Linked DNA regions of Mus musculus: regions 1, 2 and 4 are each linked to region 3. The links are chromatin contacts, called in public promoter capture Hi-C maps. All regions are on one chromosome and are shown on one strand. Each heading gives the region's core, a stretch centred on a gene start, on an enhancer-like site or on the middle of the called end of the contact. The rest is flanking DNA. Distances are from core to core; before and after follow the strand shown.

Evidence for each region. Promoter capture Hi-C pulls out the DNA fragments that hold promoters and counts their contacts.
Region 1: a promoter capture Hi-C map of pre-B cells shows a contact between it and region 3, with 6 times the contacts expected there. The contact joins the promoter of Kyat3 here to the promoter of Stpg2 in region 3. A contact is called at or near these places in 3 of 39 promoter capture datasets (cranial neural crest, hippocampal neurons and pre-B cells).
Region 2: a contact with region 3 is called in a promoter capture Hi-C map of pre-B cells. The contact joins the promoter of Pdlim5 here to the promoter of Stpg2 in region 3. A contact is called at or near these places in 2 of 39 promoter capture datasets (cranial neural crest and pre-B cells).
Region 4: a contact with region 3 is called in a promoter capture Hi-C map of pre-B cells, with 4 times the contacts expected there. The contact joins the promoter of Cenpe here to the promoter of Stpg2 in region 3. A contact is called at or near these places in 1 of 39 promoter capture datasets (pre-B cells) and 2 of 484 Hi-C or Micro-C datasets (CD4 T cells and uterus).

What each region holds. Positions count from the first base shown.
Region 1 is chr3:142,699,789-142,702,488 of GRCm38.p6, forward strand. Kyat3 (kynurenine aminotransferase 3) reads left to right here and starts at 1,260. Exons shown (of 14, transcript NM_001293560.1): 1 at 1,260-1,387.
Region 2 is chr3:142,394,427-142,397,126 of GRCm38.p6, forward strand. It overlaps Pdlim5 (PDZ and LIM domain 5), which reads right to left and starts at 1,270. Exons shown (of 13, transcript NM_019808.3): 1 at 1,160-1,270.
Region 3 is chr3:139,204,588-139,207,287 of GRCm38.p6, forward strand. It overlaps Stpg2 (sperm tail PG rich repeat containing 2), which reads left to right and starts at 1,306. Exons shown (of 14, transcript NM_198659.2): 1 at 1,306-1,420. The coding sequence starts at 1,312.
Region 4 is chr3:135,211,309-135,214,008 of GRCm38.p6, forward strand. Cenpe (centromere protein E) reads left to right here and starts at 1,255. Exons shown (of 46, transcript NM_173762.4): 1 at 1,255-1,406. The coding sequence starts at 1,351.

The DNA.
Region 1 (2,700 bases), core at 10-2,509, 3.5 Mb after region 3:
CCACTTAGCCTCAAAAACCTTGAGAACGAACTGCGATGTTCCCCAATTCAACCTCAGCAATATCAACAGAACACCGACTGCAGATAAAGCCATTCCAGATCGTCATGAGTTTTAGGTCCAAAGGGGAAAACTCCAAGAATCCCGAATATGGACAGACCCGCTGACTGGGTTCAAAATGAAGGCTTGCCTCACCTCAAGCTCCACTGTAGAATTTCAGGGAGAGACAAAAGTTCACCCTCATCCTTAAGGACCTCTGAAACCTTCTGTCTGCCAGGAAAATCCACTTGCCTATTAAGATACAAAGTGCCTACCAAAGCCACAGAGCTCTCAAGCCCTCCTCCCCTTCTATTCTAAACTTCCAGGCTGTTCCAATTCACAGGACAAACACACACACACACACACACACACACACACACACACACACACACACCTGAAGCTGCAGCCACCGGTTTTTCTTTATAACTCGCAAGGTTTTTCCTGCTATTCCCTCTGCTCTGGAGAGACAGCCCTTGCCAGTCTGCCTCTCTGCTCTCTTCCCATAACTGCTTTGGACTTTCCCCAAATCCTCTAGTTATTCTCTCTCTCCTATATCTTAGGTAAACATCTTCTTCCCACCATGGGTCGGTCAGTTCAGCAGCCTGCCTGTGCCCTTGCTTACAATGAGCACCTTTAATGTTCGTAACAAAATACAGAAGCGCTTGGCTCACTGTGGCAAGGTCAGTGCATCCAACCAAATCCGCTTTTGTTCCTTCCTACAGGCGTGAGTACAGCGTTCAGCCGCTCTCGTGAACTACAACACCTCGACTCCTTTAAACGCAAGAGGAAGAAAATCTAACCCCCAAGCTGTGCTCTTAACAGCTTGTCCTCCCGCTTCAGTGTCACTTCCTCCGCCTTTTAGGTCCTGCATCACTTTACAGTTCCGAAGGAAAGATTCCCTCTCCCTCCTCTCTCCCCATCAGAGGGAACACATAGACAACTACACAGGCCGGCCTCTCAAGCATTTTCAAGTCTTTCTCCTAGAACCTGCTTCGAATCCACGCAGCGGAGATTTAAAAACAGTTCTGCTCCAAACAGTCGCACACTTCCACTTTTTCCTGGATACTCAGCCAAGGCCACGCCCTGTCCCCTAGCCTGGGAGCTTCTTGTGCACTCTCACAGGGCGCGCCACGATTGGAGAAATCCGTAACCAATCTGTAGCCTTAGCCCTGATACCGGAGCCAATCCCTGGTCAGAGCCACGAACCGCCTCCACCCCGCCTCCTCTACAATCAGGAGGGTTCCTGCTGCACTCTGCTTCTGGATCCCCGAGTGCATTCCGCCAGGAACCCCGGCGACACCTAGCGACCTCCGGACTAAGGCCAGGGACGCATTGGAACCAGGAGAACGATGTAAGCGGGCGGGACGTAGTGAGCGGTGACTCGGCCCGGGGCATACAGAGTTTGCGGAGCCGGGAGCCAAAGGGAGGTCGGCGGGCAGGAGAAGCGCCCGTACTAGGCACATGGTCGGACCACAGCGGAGACTGTGGGATTTATCTTGGGGTTGACAGGCTTTTCTTTGGAGAAAAGTCCACCCTTGTCCCTTTTACTCTTGATTGTGTAGTCTGGGTGTTTAGAACGCACCTTTGCAAGGGCAATACTGACTTCAGTTCATCCGTGAAAGATGTTTGTGTTTGTTTCTTGAGACAGTCTCTTCTTCTGGAAGTAGTTTTGTGGCAAAGGAACTTTTTAATCCTCCTATCTCCACTCCCACACACCCGACCCACACACCCAGTGCTAAGATTAGAGGTGTGCGCCACCGCTGCTGGTTTTATTCGGTGCCTAGGTTGGAACCCAGAGCTTCATCCCTACTAACTGAGCTACCTCCCTAGCCCAGATAAGGCGAAAGTTCAGGGTTGGAAAAGCAGTTAAACCAGAAGCTTGAGATTATCTTTTCGGAGCTTTGCAAAAGACAAAAGCAGTCTTAATTGGTGGTGTCTGAAGGTCAAGCATTCTTGTAGATCTGAGCCGCTCGCCCCTAAGCACCTCCATTCAGTGTTCCACCTATGGGCTGCTGGGTAGGTAGGTGGCACACGGGAAGCTTGCTCAGGGCTGCAGCCAGCCAGCCTGTAAATCTGTTCAACTTTTGCCTGTGTGCGGTACCCTAATTTCGGCATCAGGTGACCATACCGCTTCCCTTGTGAGAGAATCTCACTTTCACGCGGCCTTAAAGCCCGTTTTGAATGGTGCCTCTTAACTCTTATGCTGATAATGCCTCTTAACACTTATGCTGATAAACTTGACTGTGTTTTTTATTCATGCTTCACCTCTTCATATGGCCTTGAATGCCTCTGTACTTTGAAAGCTAGAACCCTGTTCACCTCGCTCTGTTGCAATTAGCGAACTTTATAAACACTCTAGAACCCGGCTAACAGGTATGGCATGTGGTGAAAATAAAGGGAGCAGTGTTATTTATCAAGAGGCTGTCTCTGATAAATCTTTCTTGAGCTTTTAGGTAACCTGAAGGTTCCTGACGTTTTCAGATTGCTAACACAACTATTCTTTATGTCTGTATACCTCCTATGGGTCAGATTTGTAACTTGGTAGTTTGAGTGGTAAATTCAGAGCACTAAACTTTAACCATGTTTAAACTGAGTTGTGAATGCTTTGCCTACCTTTGAGATTTGCGTTTTTCCTTCAACTTTTAACCTCTAGGTTGCCCACGG
Region 2 (2,700 bases), core at 20-2,519, 3.2 Mb after region 3:
ACGGCAATATTTTTATTGGCTTTTTCCAAGTCTCCCCCATGTGGTTATTAGTGCCCAAATGCTAAAATACCAACCAAGCAGGCAGGAAATAACAGCTTATTCTGCTTTCAAACATGTAAAAACGTTGGAATTTCTGTAGAGCTTTGGATTTTCTTTTAGGGACAGCATAAATAATACCTTCCATCTACTGCTAGTGAGGGAGGCTAAAAGTGGTTTCCCACACTTGTGTGCGAGTTTCCTTGGTGTGCGTAACCGGGAGAGACCTACAAGTGAGGAGCCCTTCAATTAAGACAACCTAGAGATTCTTTCTCCCCTTCCTGAGATAGAATGGTGGGAGGACTAAAGCACTAAGGCTGAGGGATGAGACGTTTCCCAGCTTGGGTTCACGCCTAGCCCTGTTGGCCAAATAAGGTTCCCCAGCTAGCAGTTTCCGTAGCAGGCGGGTTCAGACGTCCTCGGGTCAAGAAGGCGGACCTGGGATAGGATCTGGCGATCACACCCTAGACCTGCCCAGCCCAGTCACGAATTTTCTTTCCAAGTTCTGCCCAGTCCATACGCCCTTCCTCTTTCCACTCATTGTCAAACGGGGCTGAAGCTCAGTCTGACCCAAGCCCCAAGTATACACCAGTTTCATAAAAACTGGCGACCGCGACTGATCTAAGTGGGCTTTCCTTCTGGACGCACCGACGTGTAACCCTCACAGGTTACACAACTGCACATATTTCAGGGAGGGGGAAATACACGCTTCTCCGTAGCCTGGGAGCCAGCAAACAAAACTGCGCCGCTTTCCCGTGCAGGCGCACACTCTCGGCTCGCCGGAGCTTCCCTGGGGGCTGGCGCGCCCCAGGCCGAGGTGCTGCCCTTCGCCGCCTGCCCTCCGGCTCGGCGGGCGCCCCCTGGTGCGCCCGGCTCTCCGGAGCGCCGGTCCCCGAGAGCCCCGGCTCCGGGCGCTCAGTCCCGCCGCGCGCCGCCCTGCCCCGGGCGCTTCTCACACCTCGGCGCGCACCGGGAGCACCTGAGGAGCAGCGGCTCCCGGGGACACGCTCGCCCCGTCCTCCTCTCGTCCCGCGCCCCTCCACGCGCCGCACCCCGTCACCCGCTTCTCCTCCTGTTCCCTCGCGGACCAGGACGTGCTCCTCCGCCTCCCGCGGCCACTCACCTCCTGACCGGCGCGGCGCACCCTCCGCCTCAGACCAGCGCTGACAAGTGGCTCGCGGTGCCTGCGCCGTCCCTCTCAAGCCGGTGGGGAACTTCCGCCTCCGCGCTCGCCCCGCCTCGCCCCAAGGCTGGCCACGCCCCTCCCCTAATGGTCACGCCCCCATGGTCCGGGCTGGGCGGGGCCACGTCGCTCAGGGCTTAGAAGGCAGTGGAGTCTCCCTGTTGTGCTCTGTGACTTGCTGGGACCGGCTGCCGCCGCCACAAAAAACAATTGCCCCTGTGGAGTTTCGGTGGGCGTAGTCTCCGGGGTGTAGTCTTGGACTGGTACCTGGCAAAGATCTAGCCTTCCGCTTCTCTGTTTTGTATTTCGGCGTTTTTCACTCTGCAGAAACTTGAATTGACCCGCAGTTGGTCTGGCTGAAAATAGAAAAGGGCTTTAGCTAAATCTCTGCCGGTGCAAGTTCAGCGACTACCGCCTGCTTTTGTGAAAGACCTCTGTATACTCTCGAGAAGTGCAAACTCTGAAGTTTGCTTGTCAGGAAGGTGAAAATCGCTAACCCTAATATGCAGAAGTTAAATCTGTCGTCAAGCTAAAGGACAGCCATACAAAGCAGTGGCCAAAAGTGATTCAGCCACTGTATCCTCAGCTTATTTTTCTAATTCCAAATTAACAGCACATTTACCTACTTCTGTAAAGTTGTTTGGTTTTGCCCAGAGAATTTATTCACAAGCAAACGTTAGTAATGTTTAACGAATACTCGAAAAGAAACTTTTAAAATATTAAAAGCACAAGTGTTAACCAAGTGGTGTATCAAACAAAAATAAACCTCAACCGAAGTCCCTGAGTCTGGAGTCTGCTCTAGAGGTACAAGCAAACTCCTAAAGTAGGTTCAAAGTTGTTCAAATAGTAGCCACTGGCCACATATGTCTATTTAACTCATTGTAAAAATGTTTTATATCATTGTTATGAATCTAAATTTATACATGAGTAGGATAGGATTTCCATTAAATAGAAGCTTCAGTAGGACTACATTTCACTGTACAGTTGGATGTTTAGTGGCCAAGTTGACATATATGGACCAGGTTTTTAAAATGTTATAAATTTAAAAAATAGGTATGTTGATTATATGTTGATATTATCTGCCTATTTAAAACATTATTACAACTTATTTTCATTTTTTAATGTATATACTAGAAAGTTTAACATGGATGTGACTTGCATATTTTGTTGGCCAGTTGTTGATTGTATTACATTCTAAAAGGAAAACTAGTTTGCAGGGAAGAATTTTTCTAATGTGGGATTTGTCTAGTGTGTTTTAGGGTTCTGTTTCATAGATCATTCCAAAGTAAATGGTTAAGAATGGTTACATGTAAACAGATATCCCCTGCAAAGCAAAGAGTCAGCCTTACAGTTGCCTTCATAGGATGAATACCAGCCTTAGTCACAATGTTTACAAATGAAAGTTGCAACAGATTCTATAACACATGATAGACAGTTCCACTTGTGACAAGTCACTTGCCTGTGTTACCTTATAACGTTCT
Region 3 (2,700 bases), core at 56-2,555:
TGTATTGGGGACTGAGGCACTCTAGCTCTTTTGTGGGTAAGGCAGGGCCATGGAAGGATTGCCTAAGCCAGTGGTTCTTTACCTGTGGGTCACAACCCCACTGGCAAACTTCTACCTCCAAAAATACTTACATTGTGCTTCCTAACAGTACCAAAGTTATAAAGTAGCAATGAAAATGATTTTATGGTATGGGGCCACTACAAGTTGAGAAACCGTATTAAAGGGTTGCAGCATTCAGAAGGTTGAGAACCACTGGCCTAAGCCTTTAAGGATGTTTAGAAGCTGTGTGGATTTCTTAATGAAAAAAACCAACCAAACACATAGATGGATTCTGATACTCTCCAGCGCCTGTTGCTGAAGATTCAGTGGATCGATGAGGGTGGCTTGGGCTTTTTCGATGCCTTCACCTTACTTTGTAGACAATGTTGCCATTTATCCGTGTCCAACACCAGAAGCAGTTTTTAGCCCTTGCCCTTGACTTGCTTCAGTAGGCAAGCTTTCCCCTTTTCAGATGTTGCCATTTCTTGTCACCCCCCCACCCCCGCCCCCAACCCTCTGCGTTCCCAGCTTTCCTTTAGAAATCTTGATGGCCTGCAGGTCAGATTCAGTAGTGACTTTATTCAGAGGATGCCTTTTTGACAGGAGTGAAGGGGGACTTTGCTGATCCCAAACCCTGTTTTGGGGTCCCGAGCTTTTCTATTCCACCTGTCCCCGCCTCGCTGCCCCGCCCCCCGGGTCTTTCCAGTCACCCTGATTTACAGGGAAGGCAAATCAAAATCAAATTAATTCGCCTCCTTCTAGTGCGTTTCTAGGGCTTTTCTGCGCAGCGAAGGTATTCTGGGACAGGAAGCAGGTGAGTTGAGGCGGAGCTGAGGTGGAGCTGAGGTGCAGCACCGCCCTGCCTAGCGCAGGGAGCTTCGTCAGACTCTACAAGACATCTCCGAGCTCTGAGCGCTCGACCGGAAATGCTCCGAGGCCGGTGCCGGAAGTGCACCTACAGGCCCGAGTCCTTCCGGCCTCTGCCCTTCCAAGGTTTCCGGGAGGCGGGGAGTGGGCGGAGCCAGAGCCGGAAGTTCAGGCGGCTAAGCCCGGTCTCTGGCGTGACCCGTGAGCGCTGAATTGAACGCTGGCGGGCTGGCGGGCGGGTCCTCTGGCTGCTGTCCTCGCCACTTTACCTCTGTGCCGAGGACCCGAGGGAAAGCTGACGCCGCTGAGCCAGTCAGCACGCAGCTCGCACTCTAGTCCCGCGTGTAGGGACGACGCAGGCCGCCTGTCTAGTTTCCGGTCCCGTGGGCCCCGCCCCTCATCACTATGTATGACCGTGCTCCGCGCTGGCTCGACTGTGCCAACCGCGGCAGCACCGAGGAGCACGTGGGGCCTGGGACCTACCAGGTACCTTTTCCTAAGCAGCAGGCCACAGGTAAGATGCTGATGGCCAGCTTGCGGTGACAGACGGCCCGCCTTCAGCCTGCCCTCAGGTTAAACACAAAGTCAAAAAGGACCACTGTTCAGAAATGTAACACGTCGCAGGTAGAGACGATACTAGAACCAGGATTTTGATTCCTTGGCTCTTGACTGTATGACATAACAAGTTTGTGACTGTATGAAACACAATACTTGCTTTTGCACACACTTTAATCAGATTTATTTACCACGATGTAATTGTTTACATTTCTATTCTGTATTATCACTTACAAATTGGATCCCGTCCCCAATCTCCCCCACTCCCCGGAGTGAAGTTATCTGACCATCCCTGGCTTTATACTGAGACCCTCTTTCTACATTCTGTGAAAAGTTATAGCCTTCAGGGGTGGCCTAGGGACTAATAATTGAAGTAGTTAATTGCTTTTCTTCATTTCTCACCCCCCCCCCCCCCCCCAGTTTGTGAATTAGGTCCAACTTTTAATAAATATTTCTAATTCGGTCTCTGCTTTTAAAGTTCTGGTTTTTGTTTTTGTTTGAGTTTAATACCACCCAAATTCTAGTGGTTTCTTTTGTAAACCTGCATTTTTCAGTAGATATAAAATACCTCCTGCCCCCTTAAAGTTCCAGGAGTGAGTACTCTGTTTACATCCCTGCTCCATTATGGTTAGTTTAAGTTTCTCTGGACATGGTAAAATTCTGTTTGCGTTTCAGATCTCAAATTTTACATCTTTTCAGCATCTGTCCTCAGCATTTTTGGTACCTATGCCAAGTACTGTTGAGATGGTATAAGCATGTATTCCCCAGCATCTTGTGTTTACCAGTGACCATCTGTAATGGGCACACCTATGATGCTTTTGCACACCCATAACTTTTTTTTTTGACCTTTATTTTGGTACAGCTGACCACTTTCTTTGTTGCTTTCTGTCTCATTTTTTTTCCTGCTGTTCAGTACCTGACACATGATTCGGTACTGAAGCAAGGAATCATGTTTTATTTTTCTTTTTTTCCCACTAATCATGCACAGCTAAATTTATAAGATACTTAGCTTTACATCTTGTTCTTGTTGCTTTGCTCATTGTACTCTCTTATTCATATCTGTTACTTCAATCACCATTTATATCCAGCCACTCCCAAGTGAAATTCTTTATAGAGATAGAGGTGGTTTATGTCTCTAAGTTTCCCACAGGCTTAAAGTCTGCGTCGTTGTCAGTCACTTTACAGACATCCTTGCATGGCTGGTCTAAGCTTTAGAACTCTAGCTTACTTTTTTTGCCT
Region 4 (2,700 bases), core at 5-2,504, 4.0 Mb before region 3:
TTCCCCAGCTCCGGCCCCCTTTTCAGTTATTGTGAGACTGATTAAACTGCCCCCATTGGCCTTGAACCATCAAGCACCATCTCTTTCTCATTAGTGTATATTAATTGTACAAGACGTTTCATTTTGTTATGACATTTTCATACCTGAATATTACGTCCTTTTGTCAAATTCACCTCTTCTGCTACCCTCTCAGTCCCTCTCTTTTTCCTTCTAATAATTATCTCTTGATGAACAGCATAGATCATATAGTGGAATACAGTCAATCTTTAATAAATACTGCCTGCTATATAATGTTAGCAAAGACAGTGTGACAAAATCACAGCTGTGAAAATAATACTCTTGCTCTAAAAAATCCCTTCCTTGCCTCTGAGCCTTTAATGACATAACATTTCTTCCCCTTCATAAGTTTGTTCCCTACAGCTAAATATATATTTGCCCACTTTAAAAAAAAAAAAAAAAGTTAAAACAGGGCAGGGAAGATAGCTCAGTGAGTAAAGTCACTGGCTGCCAAGCTAAAGTTGAATCCCTAGAACCTAGTGGTAGGAGAGAACTGACATCCCCAAATTGTCCTTGGTTGCCTCCCTGAGGCTGAAGGTTAAGTCATTGTTGCCTGGAGACACCACATACTTCAGACTTGTCGGGAATTAGAAAATTCCAGCTGTTTCTGAGCTAGAAGCCTCGTCCCTAAGGCGTAGCTTTATTATTTTGGGAGCCTCTTGGATTACTCTAACCAACATGAAAAGAAGTGTTCCATGCCTAGTACTGGGGATTTCTCGGGTAATCCATGCTCTAGTGTGCAGCACTGTCATGTCCCCACAACATTTTCCCAGGTGTCAATGATTCTCTCCCTTACATGAGGCTCTTACACTCACCGTCCAGAGAAATGAAAGTTAAAGAAAAGAAACAACAACGCCTCAAAGCAGTTCCAAAAGAAAAGAAAATCTTCCTTTCCTGGCTGGGCAGTGAGTTCCCATTGGAGGCTTTAAAACAAAACGAAAGCTTTTTTTGGTTTGGTCTAGTCTGGAGTTCTTGTTTGTTTGTTTTTTAAGATTATAATTCTTTTGTTCTGCAGGCGTGACTCTAACACAAAACTTCTCTCCAGCTGAGTTCTGAGGCTCTCAGTTCCGGGATCTCTGAGTCTCCCCCGCCTTCCCCATCCATGGACTCGCCCCGCCTTTCCCCCCGCAACCCCCACTCGCCGCAGCACTTGGACTGTCCCGTGACGTCATGACGCTGCGCCACCCAATCCGCTGCAACCTTGAGGACATTTTAAACTTAAAGGCGGGGCGGCCCGGGAGCTCGGTCGGCGCCGTTGCTCTCCTTCGTTTCCCTTAGTCTGCAGCGGACAGGATGGCCGAGGAGGCTTCAGTGGCTGTCTGTGTTCGTGTGCGACCCCTCAACAGCAGGTAGGCGGCCTGGGGCGGCGTGGGGACCTGCGTCCCAGCCCGCGCTGCCCCGAGTCACACCGACACCCGGGTGCAGGACTCCGTTTCCCCGAAAACACGGTCCGACTGCGCGTAGTTCTGCTCAGGGGACACTGCCGTCCTCGCCTGATGGACGGAGACAGTGAATGTTCAGTAGTGGGAAAAGGTCGGGAATGCCAGAAAGAAAAGACAAGAGGGGGTTGATGAAGTCTACTGGGTTTGCTGGCTTCTGGCCTTCAGCTAGAGATGCTAAAGCTTGAGAAATTGGTATTAAACGGGTGGTCGATAGGCGAGATTCTCAAAATTGATTATTTCTTGCATTTAAGTTCCTTCCCTAATTTGGGAAAAAGCTGGCTCCTAGTTAGCATTAGCTGTTGACTTGACAGCCAGCTATATCTAAGGGAGTCTCCATTGGAGGACTACCTGGATGAAGTTGGCCAGTGGGCATGTCCTTGTGGTGGAATCTTAGTTCCTGGTTGATATGGGCAGTGCTTAGGCCAGTCTGGGTGGTTCCATTCTTACTCATGGAACTCAAGGCTGTGTAAGACAGCTACGTAGGCAAAACCCAGAGAGAGCAAGACAATAAACAATGTGCTTCATGAATTCTGCCTCCACTCCTGCTTGCGACCCTGCCCTGACTTTCCCTGGGGCTGGAAGTGTAGGCTGATATAAACCTTCTCCGTTCCAAGTTGCTTTTGATATAAACCTTTTCCACTCCAAGTTGCTTTTGGTCATGATATTTTATCACAGCAGCACAAAGCAAACTAAAACAGTATATCTATAGACATAAGCCGTTAACGATACACAGAAAAAAAAAAGAAAAACAAAACAAAACTGTGCAGAATGTTGAAAGAGCCACTGGGCCTTCAGAGACATGGGGTACCTGGTGTCAGGAAAACGCTAACACTACAGAATAGGTGGTTCATTGATGGATAGATCACAGAGATTCAACTTCCAGATTGCTTGACTGATGTGGTGTTTGGTACGAATAGGAATTTAGAGGAAGGTGGCACTGAAGAGATTAGTGGTGTCTGTCATGGTGGCACAGGCCTTTAACCCCAGCACTCAGAAGACAGAGGGAGGTGTATCTTAGTTGTAGACCAGCCTGGGCTACCTAGTGAGTTCCAGGCCAACAAGGTGAGACAATGTCTCAAAGTAAAGAACAGAAAGAGATTAGTGACATAGTTCAGGGGATTTAGGGCATGTCAAGTATTCCGGAAGATTCCAGAAGTTTTTTTGTTTTTTTTAAAGATTTCAGAGAGGAAGTAGAGCCTAT